Linked DNA regions of Mus musculus: regions 1, 2, 4 and 5 are each linked to region 3. A link is a contact called in public promoter capture Hi-C data. All regions are on one chromosome and are shown on one strand. Each heading gives the region's core, a stretch centred on a gene start, on an enhancer-like site or on the middle of the called end of the contact. The rest is flanking DNA. Distances are from core to core; before and after follow the strand shown.

Region 1 (2,700 bases), core at 155-2,654, 3.0 Mb before region 3:
GTCCCTCGGTGACATCCATGCACACACAAAGCAATCCTAGGGCGCTCATTCCTCTTTTAGACTAGTATAATATTTGTATAGAAACTATGCTCCTGTGTATTTTAAAATAGGACTGTTTTTTTAGTCAGGTTCTTAAGTGGCCTCGGCCAGCCCTTAACTCATCTTCTTACTGCCACCACCTGCCAACAGACATGCTCTTCCAGTTAGGATGAGTGAGGGTATTTAGATTAATTATAATACTTAAAACTATGCAAATGTTATGTAAATGTTACGATGGAGATTAAAATAATGACCAAAGTGGGAAAGGTCTGTACGTGATCGATACAGATACAATATGATTCCCCAGACATTTTCGGTTGGCCTTTTAACCTATGGGGATCCCCGAGTTTGGACTCTACCCCAACTCCTCAAAATCAAATTCCTTAAAGCCGTAACCTGCCCCCAGGCTGCATGGACTCAGGCAACGGGTGTGTTAGTGTCCCGGCTAGAAATCAAATCTCAAAACTCCCCAAAATTCGCTTGCAAAGATATAAACACGAAGATTTGAAGGCATCAAACACCACGTATGTCAACAGTAAAAAAATAAACTGAATTGTAAAAAAGTTTTTAGATGACCTAAATATCTCTACTCAGGACATTTTGTTTCCTACACTGTACGGAACTTTCCAAAACCCAGAAGACAACGATATTCACATGTGTAGCTAGCAGGGGCTTGGTGCCACTGTCCCGATGCTCACTCACCCCTCGATCCTGAGGAAATCAGGCATCCTGTTAGTGTGAGACGAAGAACCACTCCATTACAAGATCTCCTCCGACCCAGGAAGCCAAGGAGTCAGGGCTGAAAGGCAGCTCTGCAGCTTCACCCGAGTCCTTCGTGAAAACGCAGCCTTCCCACCGGTTACTGTGCCCTCCTCACCCGAGGCCCAGGCTACGGCTGCCTTCCCCCAGCCGAGCCCGCCCGGCGGCTCGCTCTCGGGGACCCAGGCCAGAGGAGGCGCAGGCGCGGAAAGCGGCCTGCGGGCGGGCGGACCGGGGCATTCCCCGCTCTCGCTGGGCTGGGCCGGCGCCCGGCGGCTCGCTTTCACTCCCGGGACAGAATGGGGACACAGGGCTTGGGCACGGCCTTCCGTTGGGCCCCAGGAAGTATCTAGAGTGCCTCGGGGGGAGCTTGAGGTTTCCAAGGGGACGTGGGGGAAAGCGCCCCCATGTCTGTCAGCGGGCTCCCTGCCCCGCCGCAGCCCCGGCGCTCTCGGCGGCCTTCCCTCGCAACGCCCTCCCGACACAAACACACACACACACACACACCCATACCGTGCGCCGCAGCCTCGCGTGGCGGGGTGGGAGAAAAGGTGGCGGCTTCCTTCCGGGCCGGAAGTCGTGCTCCGGAGAAACGCTTCCCTCCCACCGGAGACTCCCACAGAGCGGGCTCGCCGGTCGCCGTGGAAGCTGACGGGTGCAGGAAGGAAGGCGGCGCTCTCCCGAGAGACAAGCGGGACGGCCTGCGGAGGAGCCAGTCCGGACCCGGAGAAGAGAACCGGAACTGGATATAGAGACACAGCTCTACTTTGCGCTCTCCGGACCCAGTTAGATGGTGTACCGGGACTGGTTACCATGGTAACCGGAGTCGCAGTTTGTCGGCAAACTGAGAGAAGACGTGCGCGTTTCCCCCACGTTTGGATTAAGTGTGTATTCGTTGTTGATTTAATCTAACTTTAATATATAATTTGAAGACTCTAAACCTCTTTTTAAAAATATTGGGAACTTTCTCTTTTGCAGAAGGAGGGTGATTGAAGGAGGGCGGAATCTTTGACTATTGCTCTCACATAATGTTCCAGCTTTAAATATTAGTGTTCTTAATCCTTATCTTTTTTTTAAAGATTCATTTATTTATTATATACAGTGTTCTGCATATATAGCTCTATGTCAGAAGAGGCGCCAGATCTCATTATAGAATTGTGAGCTACCATGTGGTTGCTGGGATTTGAACTCAGGACCTCTAAAAGAGCAGTCAGTGCTCCTAACCGCTGAGCCATCTCTCCAGCCCCCTCATCTTTATTTTGAGTATATACACTGCTTGCTCAAGGCAACATAGATGTCTGAAGTTTGCAAGAACGTAAGCATACTGGCTCCAGTGCGCCTACTTTTAACTACTATACTGTCTGTCTATGTATCTGTCTCCCCCGACCCCAGTCTCTCTACCCGTCTTTCTTTCACGCACACACACACACCCCTACCTCACAATTCCAGGTCTGGAAGGCACCAAGTCAGCCAATATCCAACTATTGGAACAAAAGTCCTTTCTGTTCCCTCTGTATTTATGAAGACCAGACGGAAGTACAGGTACAACGTAGGAATTTAGGAAGTGGTTCTACTCACAGACTGTAGGAAAGCCAAGATAAAGCAGTATGGGTGTGCAATCTTTTAGTTAAGACCCGCAGCACACTTGCAAAAGCCTTCCTCCTTCCCTGAAAGAAGAAACAGGGCAGTAAATACCTTACATGCCTTTTCTCAAGTCCTGTCTCTCTGCAGGTTCCAAAGGCCTGTCTCATCACCATCATGACGGTGTCCTCAAAGGGTCTTCTTACCCACATTTCCCAGTTCTGGAATATGCTCGATGATTTGGCTGAAAATGACCCCGAGCGCTACCGGAACTTCATTCAGCAGGAGTTGAAAGATGGCAAACAGCTCTGTGTCAACCCA
Region 2 (2,700 bases), core at 116-2,615, 3.0 Mb before region 3:
TTGGGTAGAAGCTAGGCATTGCTAACATTGTAACATTGGGGGTGGGGGGGGATATCTCTGAGCATTGCAGGCCAGCCAGAGTTACACCGTGATCTCAAAAACAATTTAGCTAGCTGCTGACAACGTAGCTAACCAATCATCTCTAATAAATGGGGAGGTGGGAGGGGAGCTGCTTCTTAAAGAGAAAGAGGAAACTACCTACCAGAAGGCTAAGCTTTAGTCTATTCAGCAAAGCCACTCCCTTAGGTAAAATCTGCGTGTTTTAAGACTTACCTCTGCAATTAGATCACCCTCACTGATTTTTTCCCCTTCTTTTTTTTCCCAGCGGGCTATGGTGCCTGCCTGCATTGTAGGGGAAAGGGAAGGTAATGGAACCTGCAGAAAAAGAAGCATACATTTAAACAGGCATACTTAGCCCTCGGCGTGCTTTCATTCCACCCAAGTTCATGCAGAGTATTTACTGAGTCACATTTCAAACTGTTCACTGGAGATACAAAGGGAGATCTAGCACTCCAGAAATTCATGACTTTCAGAGGCAGGTTGATCCTCCAGTCAGTCTAGTGGATCTGAGAAAGCACGTGAGACTTCTCAGACCTTTTGCCCATAGCCGCAGGCTTAGACCTCTTTCAATAGAAAAGATGCCCACTGGGAAGGTCTTGGGCGAGGGACCGTAATAGATCTGGGAGGGAGCTGGCTGTCGGAGGCCTCTCAAGGAGGATTCCCCACGCCAAGGAGCGGGCTCTGAAGGACAACAGGCTCCAGGGTGGGTCACTCACCTTCTGATGCGGAGGGAGGCTGTAAGAGCGGCGGCTGGGCGACCCCAGGAGTTGTCGCAGCAAGCGGTTACGCGGGACAGTGCCGGAGCCGGAGCTCCAGCCGCACAAGGAGCGGACCCCATAGCGGGGGATCCCACTACCGCAACGGACCGCAGCGGGGCCAATCCGCGGGCTCCCGCATGGGGCCCCGGGGCCTTCCTTCAAGGCCGCCCACCGAGCCCTGAACCCATCCCTGGGCACAGCACTCCGCGCCCTCCGCGCACAGACGCGCCACATTACTGCCACCGACCCCCACGCCCCAAAGGCTCCGCCGTCTCCGGAGTGACCTCTCCAAGAGCAGCGCGGCTCTGCCGTCAGCCGCGCACTGCGGTCGCGCAGTGTCGTAAAAGCGGCTGCTTGGACGGGCGACCGGAACGTAGGGTTTCCGTGCCCCTCTGCGGGGGGGACGCGTCGGAGACACCCGAGAGGGACGGGAGGCTGCCGCTTAGGATCTGCGGTGACGAAGGCGCTGCGAGGCAGTGCGGGGGCGGTGCACGTTTGGGAGAAACGGGAAAGGCCCTAGGAGAGGTGTCGCAGAGGATGGGAAGTACGGACCAGGGCCGCTCTAAGGGACCCGAGAGTCGGACCGGCTGCAGCCTGAGGGCAGGGAGGCGGTGCCAAAGGGAACGACCGCCTTTGCTTTAAGAAAAAGCTGGGGAAAAGAGCCCGGGCTGACAGTAATGCAAAGCTTTAGGTCGATGGGTGCGGGCGCACCTTGGAAAGTTGGAGAAAGGAAAGGCCCTCGAGTGACGGGGGATCAGGGGGTGACCCTTGGCTGCAGAGCCCGCCCCGTGCAGGCTGTCCTAGGTCCCTAACCCACCGGAAACGGGAGCAGCAGGGTTTTCAGCCAAATGATGTGAAGGGCAGCCAAGAGAAAGGTACATTTTCACATTTCCAGTTAGTCACAGAAGACTAATTATATTTCCTCTATAAAGATACTTGTTTGTAAAAAGCAGTTTTATTACCCCCAGATTTCCACCGTATCCTCTTAAATAGCGAAAATATTTTAACACACACACATTCCTTTAATTATAGCATTACGGAGACAGAGGCAGGTGGAACCCTAGATTCCAGGACAGCCTGGTTTAATGCTGTTCATTGCCAGGCCAGCTTGGGCTACATACTGAGATTCTTTTTTTTTTTTTTTTTAAAGAAAGGTTTAAGATACAACTTTGCGAAAGTCGTTGTCGTGCTGTCCCGCAGTTCTGTGAATTCAATAGGAAAACAACAACAGAAACCTTTCTTAAACTATGGAGTAACAATGTGGGGTCAAAAGAAAAAAAATGGCAACAGTGAAAAGCTGCCGAACCCAGCCGCGCCAACCTAGGTTGTTTCTCACTACTGCTGCCTACACTGAATCCTACCGCGTCGCTGCAGCTGTGGCTGTGAGGACACCCGTGCCCTTTGTACTGCCATGCCCTCGGTGTCACACGAGGCCAGCCAACACTGCCTGAAACACCTTGGCACAGATTCCCCGTGTATGGTGTGATTCGCACTGGTTTTACTGTACAAAGTGTTCTGCTCTCACGTGAGCATAATGATTTAATTGCAGAAAGACATTTCCCACAGTTATCCCTTCTATATAAACATTATAGTAGTATAATCTTTAGGTTGAATTGTTATGAGTATTTGGATTTTAAAATTGCCGTGGCTGATTTGAATTTCATAGAAAATCAATCAGTGAATTTTGGTTTGAGATTAGGACTAAATTTTCCAGTAAATGTCTCCCTAGATTTTCCTATTCTATGTATATATATAATATATATATATATATATATATATATATATATATATATATATATATATTAAATTATGACATTATTTTCTGTGTATATGCTAACCAACTCCATCTCTCCAGACCAACACTGAGCTATCTTGCCAGCTC
Region 3 (2,700 bases), core at 186-2,685:
AAGGAAAAAGGCACACGAGTCTTTCTTGGGAACACTTTTTTTTTTTTATGCATATGAGTACACTGTAGCTGTCTTCAGACACACCAGAAGAAGGCATCAGATTCCTTTTTTTACAGATGGTTGTGAGGCACCATGTGGTTGCTGGGAATTGAACTCAGGACCTTTGGAAGAACAGTCAGTGCTCTTAACCACAGAGCCATCTCTCCAGCCCCGGGAACACTTATTTTACGAGTGAGGTTCTGCCCATCTCCAGATGAGAAAATAGACTATCCCTCTGGCTTTCCTATTACTGCAGTCACCCAGTACTTATTGTTTTTTTATCTTTCGGAGACTGGGTATCTCCAAATTGCCCACGTGGGTTGAAATCCTTGATCTCAAGCTCCTCTTGCCCGAGCAGCAACTCAAGTAAGATTCATTTTATAGTTTGTTTGCCCTCAGCTTCCAGCTCCAAGCCTCGGGCCCTCAATTATTCTTTCACAATCTCTTGCAGAGCAATGCTCTCTTTCAGCTCCTATTGCCAGAACTACCCGTTTCGGCGAACCCTGATTTTCTCAGAAACAAAACCACGCAAACCTAACTCCAGACTCTTAAAGACTGACCGACAAAGTCTAGAATGTCACCTTTGGAAAGTACAAAGTGTTCGCCGAACACAACCATCAGAAGCGAGGCACTCACTTCAAATAAAAATTATTTCTTGTACTGTCTCAGTAGCCATCTTGTTAGTTTTAAGACAATCTTCTGATTGCCATATAGTGCCTGAGCTCTGATTAAGACAATTAATTAAACCAATGATTAGCCAGGTGGTGGTTCATGCCTTTAATCCCAGCACTCTGCAGGTGGAGGAAGACCAATGAGCTCGAAGCCAGCCTGATCTTGAGAGAGAGAGAGAGAGAGAGAGAGAGAGAGAGAGAGAGAGAGAGCGTTCCAGGGCAGCAAGGGTTCCACAGAAAAACCAGTGGAACAAAATACAAACCAAACCCCAAAACTCAAACCAATCAAACAAAAAAACAAGGAAAAGGAAATCACAAGGTCACAAAAACGTCTTAGAAACTCCTGGGCCTACAGAGAGACTCAGCTCTCTGCAGTCTGGGATCGCGCCTGGTCAGGCCCAAGCTTTGCTGCACAGCTGATGCGGAGCGTGACAGTAGCACAGACTGACAGGTGGACTGACACACGACGGCGCAGGCACTCGATCCCCAAGGCGCTGGTGCTGAGCGCTGTGGCCCACGAGGACGGACCTCGCGGGCGGCTGGTGGGCTCCCCGATCCCGGCCCACCCCCGGAATCGACCCTGCTCACCTGCAGCAGCCCGCGAAGCAGAGGCCTGCGGACGACGCCGTGCAGAGCCACCAGGGCAGCCATGGAGACGCGAAAGGCTGTCAAGGGCAGAGAGACGCGCCGCGGCCTCCACTTCCCCACCGCAGAGCTTGCGACGTCGTGGCGGGCACCGCCCCGACCCTCTCCTCCAATAGCAGTCCAAGATCGCTGCGCTTGGCGGCGATTGGCCCGTAGCCAGAGGGCGGGGCCTGGCGCTTGGCCCGAGGACTGAGCTGAGGCTCTCCTGGACCAAAAAAAAAAAAAAAAAAAAAAAAAAAAAAGGACTAATGACCACGTGGCTTGACACCTAGGTGGTGCACGCTAAACTGTTGATTGTTGATGCCAGTTGTTTCTGCCTCCAGATGCCTGTAGTTTTCGTGCAGTCCGAGACTTTCCATTCACTTTGCCGTGCCTGATCAGGTGACTGTATTACCCAGACAAAGGATGTTGGTAAATGTTTCCAGCAATTCCCATTATATTCATTTATAATACAAATAAACCAATTTCTTACGTTAAAAGAATGTTGAAGTTGTTTTTCTGTAGGATGCTAAGTAAAATACATATTACTATCTAAACTTCACTGAGTAATAATAAGATTACATCAACTTTCAAAGAAACTCCCCGCAGGCTGGGTGTGATGGGACACACTCAGGAAAGAGGCAGGTGGATCTCTATGAGTTCGACGCCAGCCTGGTCCACATAGCGAGTCCCTGAACAACTAAAACTACAGACGGAGACCCTGTCTCCAAATAATTAAAACAAAACAGAAACAGTGCATTAACTGATATTACATGATAATTCTCACATTTGTGTAACCCATTGCTAAGGCTAGTTGGAGGATTGTTTTGCTTAGGTTTTGTTTGGTTAGTTTTTAGATAGGGTCCCACGGTGTAGCTCTGGCTATCCTGGAATTCACTATGTAGACCAGGATGGTCTTGAGCTCACAGAGATCTTTCTGTCTTTGCCTCCCTAGTGCTGGTATTAAAAGCACTATGCCAGGCCATTTGCTGACTTTGAATCTTCAGTTGGGGATAGCAGATCTTTCTGCTTGTGACATTAATTTTCCTTGATGTAAAACAAAAGGCACAACATACAAATTGAACAATTTACTTCAAGTCGACTTGTTTCATGTAATTGTGTGCACTCCTGTGTAGGCCAAGGGTAAACCTCAGATAACTCCCTCTGAGACTCTCTGCTGCTTTTTGTTTGGTGTTTTTTGTTTTGTTTTGTTTTTGTTTGTTTTGTGAGACAGGGTCTATCTCTCCTTGCACTAGAATGGCTGGCTAATAAGCCACCATCTCTACTCCTTCAACCCTATCCACCCATCCATGGAACTGGGGCTACAATCAAGGGCCACCACGCCTAGCTCTTTACATGGATGATG
Region 4 (2,700 bases), core at 21-2,520, 2.8 Mb before region 3:
CTTGGCCTTTTTCCGAGACAGGGTCTCTCTGTGTAGCCCTGGCTGTCCTGGAATTCACTCTGTAGACCAGGCTGGCCTTGAACTTAGAAATTTACCTGCCTCTGCCTCCCAAGTACTGGGACTAAAGGTGTGTGCCACCACAGCTGGCTATACTTGGTTATTGTGGTGGCTGGTTTTCAGTTTTTAGCTAACTACTTCCAGATAGACACGCCCATCTGATCAATGTTAGAGTGCTAGATTGTCTTTTCAAACGTGATTTTGGGAGGAAAGTTGATTTTTCTGAAGGTCACCTGATCAGGATTGTCAAGGACAAAAAGCCCTTACCAAATCAATAAAGTAGCTTCATTTTTTCTCAAATGAATTCAAAGTTTTTCATTTTACATTTTGAGACCTCCTGCTGGCTGTCATTTAGTGGCTTTCTATATTCTATAATATATTTCTATATTCTCAGAATAGGGTCTAGGCTATTAAATGGTTAAAACACTCAATTTGGTCTGGCTTCCTTTTTAACTCTACAGTGTCACCTGCTAGTCCGTCTCCCGGCCAACTGTGTTCAACCAGTCAAACATAACTTTTTTTTTTTTTTAACTATGATTTTATGAACATTGTTCCTTCTGCCTTTTTAATCCTTTTTACCTAACTAAAACGAGCTCCCCTCCCCCAACTAGCTTTCAGCTCAGGCTAACTTCAGGGAATCTATGTCTCCCTTCCCCAGCTTCGTAGGGCTTCCCCTTGTGTATGCTTCATTCATAGTATCCCGAATTCCTTCACTCACGGTGGGTACACACCCCATTCTATTCGAGTTGCCTCTTCTGCTGTGTGCATTTGTCATCTGACAGCAGGCAGGCCACTTCCAGTTCATCCATACACCTAGTTGCTCTCACAGTGCTATGGAACAAGACAGGCGTTCAATGTTACTTCTTGAAAATAGGATATATAAACACCTGGAGATATGTTGAGTGGTTGAGAGAACAGGAGACAGCCATGTCAGGAGATGGTGCAGTTACAGCGTCCTGAGCCTCTGGAATACGCAGGACTCGTCTCACCCCTCAGTTAGTGACAGTTATGCTTCAAGCAAGAATGGCGAAGACGCTCAGGGCCGTCCGTGTTGGGCCGTCCGAGTACTGAAAAGAAAACGAGCCTTTGGAGGCGCACAAAGGTGAAGGGGCAAGGCCAAGAGCTCCATTTTACTTCCCCGCTCGAAGCTCCCGAGCAGTAGCTCCAAATGTTTATCCTGGTAACAAGCTGTTGATGCGTCATCACTTAGTGCCGGGTGGAGTGGGGAGGGGAGGGAGACGAGGCCCACGCGAAGGAAGTGACGTAAGAAATGTGCGCCCCGGAGAGCGCCGGCAGGTAAGCCGGAGGAGACCATGCTTCCCCGGCGCCTCCTGTTGGTCGGGGAGGGGAATTTCTCCTTCGCCGCTTCTCTGATCGACGGCCTGGATCCCAGCGTCAGTGTTACCGCTACCGGCTTCCAGCACCGGGCGGCTCTGGAGGGAGATCCGGTAGCGCTAGAGAACCTAAAGCGCCTGCGCGAACGAGGTAGCAAGTCCCAGCCCGCCCCGAGGGCCCGCCCGGAGCGTAAGGGTGTGGCTCGCGCGGGGAACTCGAGGGCGCCTCCTGGGGGCGCTCAGGCGGATGCGCGTGTGTGCTCAGGTCTGGGCTGGGCTGCATTGTTGGCAACCCAACCATGCATTGAGTGGTGGTGTTTGTCCAGGTTTACAGATCTTAAGACGTCTTTTGGTCTCTATTTCACGCCTTTAAACCTTGCCAGGTGTCGAAGTGCGTTTTGGTGTGGACTGTACCCAGCTGTCACATGCCTTGCCAGCCGACGATAGGGATTTTGATCGAATTTATTTCAACTTCCCGCACTGTGGACGAAAAGCTGGAGTAGCTAAGAACAGGGAACTGCTTGCCAAGTTTTTCCAGAGGTGAGGCAAGACGAGTCCTGGCATAGAAAATGTTTCCAGGTTCCCATAACCAAATCACTGCACACAAACTTTGTCGTTGGGGAAATAAGTTGCTAGAATACACGAGGAAAGAAGATAAAACCCAGAGAAAACCATAATCTTGTCTTAAAGATTTACGTATAACCCTAGATGTTAAAGTATAAATTACAAGGAAAAGGCAAGTTTATTTTTCAAAAATTAGTGTGTGTATGAGTGTGGCGGTCAGAGAACAACTTACAGAAGCGGGTCCTCCTTCCATCGTGTATCCAGGAGATAGAACTTTGGCTACTAGGCTTGGTGGCAAGCACCATTACCCAAATTGTGTGTGTGTGTGTGTGTGTGTTTTTAAATATGGATATGGGTGTTTTGTCGGCATGCATGTCTGTGCAACAGTTGTGTGCCTCCTTAGAGGACATTGGTTCCCCTGGGACTAGAGTACTGATTGGTGTCGCCATCATATGGGTACTGAAAATTGAACTTTTGAACAGCTAGTGCTCTTAACTGCTGAATCTTTCAGCCCACCTCAAAAAGGTTTTAAAAAATGCAAATCGTAAGAGTCAGTATAGCTTGATGACGACAAGATTGGATTTAAGAGTCACATGGCCTAGGTTCAAATCCTAGCTCGCTGCTTACCAGTTAAAACTGTCGTCAGGTGTAGCCCTTACCTGCTTCTCCTCCCACCCCAATCTATAAACTGGCTATTAATAGCAGCTTAAAGTGATTATGAATTTAAAATAGTACTTTAACATCA
Region 5 (2,700 bases), core at 114-2,613, 2.9 Mb before region 3:
TAAATAAATATACATGTAAACAAATATACACTTATAGGCAGGGTCTTATTTATTTGTCTATTTTTAGTTTTTTGAGACAGGGTCTCTCTATGTAACCTTGGCTATCCTGAAATGGCCTGCCTCTGCCTTTCAATAGCTGGGATCAAAGGCATTCACTACCATGTTTATCCAAGTTTCCTTTTATTGCTGACTTCTGTATCTGTCACTTCCTGGTACCCAGCACATGCTCAGTTGATATTTGTTTAATAACCAACTAGATTAATAAACTAGCAGGCACAGGACTGGAGTCTAGTATTGTTTTCAAATTTTAGGTGCTTTCCAATGTATCTCACTTTTCTCTCTACATGTGATGTTTACCTGTAAATAAGTATTCTTTGAACTCTGACCCAGACATGGATCATATAGCTAAGAGGCAGCTGACAGGATGAAGCCATATTTGGGAGTTTGTAGTGGTGGTGAACACCCTGGGGGGAAAGTTACAAAAACCACAAATAATCTATTATTTGGTGGGGTTTTTTGTTGTTGTTGCTGTTGTTTTTATTTTGTATTTTTTGTTCTTACTAGCTTTCGATCTCTAAAACCAACCTATGATACAAATAATAGGGACTGTATATTTTTAAAAAAATCGAGGACCCAGTGAATTGACTGGACTGCATGAGGCCACACAGCAAATAGCATGAAAGTTATATTCACAGTTCCAGTGGATTCTCTTCCTTCCCACTTCTGCAGTTTCAAACAAACATTTGTCCAAATTCAGTTGCTCAATCCATGGTCACATCTCTGATTACCTAGTGAGGAAAGTATGGGCCCTGAAGTCTAGCCTCCGCGCTTGGAATCTTGTTTTACCTGCTAAGCTACTAGCCATGTGACTGACACTACCTTCTCTGAGCCTCCGCTCCTTAACCGGCCAAGATGGGAACAACGGTAAGACCACTCACTCACAGAAGACCTGGGACAATTAACCCAGATTAGAAAGTGACTGCACATAGAGAGCACTCCAATGCTCCCGTTATTATGATCTGCGGAAGAATAAAAAAGGAGAGAGCATCGGAAGGAAGGAAAGGAGAGAAGAGAGAAACCAGGCTGGCCCACCGGTGCAGCCAACCTCTGGCCACTCTCCAGCTTGCTGTGTTTTCCAAGCGTCCTAAGGCACCGCTCTCTGCTCCACCTAGGACGTGGCAGGTGGAGGAAGGCACGGACGGTCTCCAGGCTGTCTGATTCTCAGGGTTTCATATCCACCACCGGAGGCGGTCCCCTCCACCTTTCGGCCCTACTCACCAGGTTCCCCCACAGCAGAGCCGGTTTCCCATGGCGGTTGTGTCTCCCAGGGAGCCCAGCTGGTTTTCAGACATAAAGAGGTTTGCGCATTTCCTGGTTCCCGGCTGAGCGAACGGCAACGGCTCCCAGGAAGTCTGTCAGGATCAGATTTCAACCGAGTAGGTTGGACCTTGGAAGCCACCTGGTGGAATGATTCCCAAGTGACTGTTCGCAGCCAAAGGGCAGGAAGACACACGGGCTCCAGGTGAGAGTTATCTCACCTTAGGGATTTGAAACTCCTTTTGATGAAGCTGCAAGCTTCGATTTATAAAGAAACCTGAGATACAAAAGGGCTCTGAGTTTCCATAGGAAATGTGTCTCTCTGTATCGCACGGCCTTTGAAATAGACCCTCCATAAGGGAGTCAAAGCTCGGCCACTACGTTTGCCCTACCACACTCAGGTTTGAGTTTCACTGTCAAGGTAATTGGTACTAGTTTCTGATGTCCTCAATTTGGGTTTGAATCCTAGAGGCTTTTGGAACCTGAAATGTAGGAAAATGGAATGCTCTCATATTCCCACGACTAGAATTAATAATGTGCGCATATCTCCTAACCATTTACCATCTAGATTTCCAGCACACCAAGGCATAAGTACTGAATGTATTACTTAATCCTCTTTCTGGTATAAACCAGATGGCTAACTGATTGGCACGGAGCACTCAATGTTCTCTCCCCAGTCCAGGACCATGAAATCTCTACTTACCCCTGCTTGTAGCTTCTGCTTCCAATGACCCAAAATTGGATTCACTCTTCCCTGGCCAGAAACTATGAGGCAGCTGAATGAATTCCCCTGAGACAATATGTTACCAGGTTGAGTATGGTGTATACCTCCTGGCACTCGGGAGGCAGGAGGATGAGGATCTCTGAGAGTTTGAGGCCAGCCTGGGCTACAGGAGCAAGTTTCAGGACAGCCAGGAATTCATAGAATTCATAGAGGTACCCTGTCTTAAATAAACAGAAACAAACAAGAGAGAAAGAAAGGAAAGAGAGAAGGGAGAATATGTCTCTAAGAAAATCTTTGAAACCTGCAATTCCGATCTTCAATATTTTCTTGGCATTTTGAGTATTGTCCTGGAATATTCATAGTCAGCCCTGAACTCCATGGAGTACACTGGATTCTGAATTCCTCCTCATCTTGGGAAAAACGGGCCTGAGAGTGGCCACTTCATAGGGCTGTGATAACTGAATGAGGTATGTGTGTACAAAGCTTCTGAACAGGCCAGACGCATGGGACGCCCTCAGTAAGTCTTAACCATTGTTACTACTATTGTTCTCAGTGATCAGATGGCTAAGCATTGTATTCTACTATCTCATGTTCCAATCCTGCAGGCCATTCCGTATCCTACTATTAACTACATTCCTTTCATCCTGTAACCTGCGTCC

What was found. Promoter capture Hi-C pulls out the DNA fragments that hold promoters and counts their contacts. Capture Hi-C pulls out chosen DNA fragments and counts their contacts.
Region 1: a contact with region 3 is called in a promoter capture Hi-C map of hippocampal neurons, with 5 times the contacts expected there. The contact joins the promoter of Pih1d2 here to the promoter of Acat1 in region 3. A contact is called at or near these places in 5 of 39 promoter capture datasets (cranial neural crest, erythroid cells, hippocampal neurons and 2 more) and 1 of 115 datasets of contacts at active chromatin or transcription factors (embryonic forebrain).
Region 2: a contact with region 3 is called in a promoter capture Hi-C map of liver, with 6 times the contacts expected there. The contact joins the promoter of Dlat here to the promoter of Acat1 in region 3. A contact is called at or near these places in 3 of 39 promoter capture datasets (cranial neural crest, hippocampal neurons and liver).
Region 4: a promoter capture Hi-C map of adipose tissue shows a contact between it and region 3. The contact joins the promoter of 1110032A03Rik here to the promoter of Acat1 in region 3. A contact is called at or near these places in 3 of 39 promoter capture datasets (cranial neural crest, erythroid cells and liver), 2 of 115 datasets of contacts at active chromatin or transcription factors (astrocytes and large pre-B cells) and 2 of 9 other capture datasets (adipose tissue and liver).
Region 5: a promoter capture Hi-C map of liver shows a contact between it and region 3, with 3 times the contacts expected there. The contact joins the promoter of 2310030G06Rik here to the promoter of Acat1 in region 3. A contact is called at or near these places in 5 of 39 promoter capture datasets (cranial neural crest, hippocampal neurons, liver and 1 more).

The regions. Positions count from the first base shown.
Region 1 is chr9:50,615,917-50,618,616 of GRCm38.p6, forward strand. It overlaps Pih1d2 (PIH1 domain containing 2), which reads left to right and starts at 1,405. Exons shown (of 6, transcript NM_028300.2): 1 at 1,405-1,682; 2 at 2,530-2,700. The coding sequence starts at 2,557. It overlaps Nkapd1 (NKAP domain containing 1), which reads right to left and starts at 1,548. Exons shown (of 6, transcript NM_212449.2): 1 at 1,312-1,548.
Region 2 is chr9:50,658,415-50,661,114 of GRCm38.p6, forward strand. It overlaps Dlat (dihydrolipoamide S-acetyltransferase (E2 component of pyruvate dehydrogenase complex)), which reads right to left and starts at 1,366. Exons shown (of 14, transcript NM_145614.4): 1 at 777-1,366; 2 at 274-375. The coding sequence starts at 1,052.
Region 3 is chr9:53,608,915-53,611,614 of GRCm38.p6, forward strand. Acat1 (acetyl-Coenzyme A acetyltransferase 1) reads right to left here and starts at 1,436. Exons shown (of 12, transcript NM_144784.3): 1 at 1,299-1,436. The coding sequence starts at 1,361.
Region 4 is chr9:50,766,914-50,769,613 of GRCm38.p6, forward strand. It overlaps 1110032A03Rik (RIKEN cDNA 1110032A03 gene), which reads right to left and starts at 1,271. Exons shown (of 4, transcript NM_023483.4): 1 at 945-1,271. The coding sequence starts at 986. It overlaps Fdxacb1 (ferredoxin-fold anticodon binding domain containing 1), which reads left to right and starts at 1,325. Exons shown (of 5, transcript NM_198675.2): 1 at 1,325-1,542; 2 at 1,775-1,931. The coding sequence starts at 1,371.
Region 5 is chr9:50,745,164-50,747,863 of GRCm38.p6, forward strand. 2310030G06Rik (RIKEN cDNA 2310030G06 gene) reads right to left here and starts at 1,364. Exons shown (of 4, transcript NM_025865.3): 1 at 1,279-1,364. The coding sequence starts at 1,310. It also overlaps a transcript of Cryab not described here.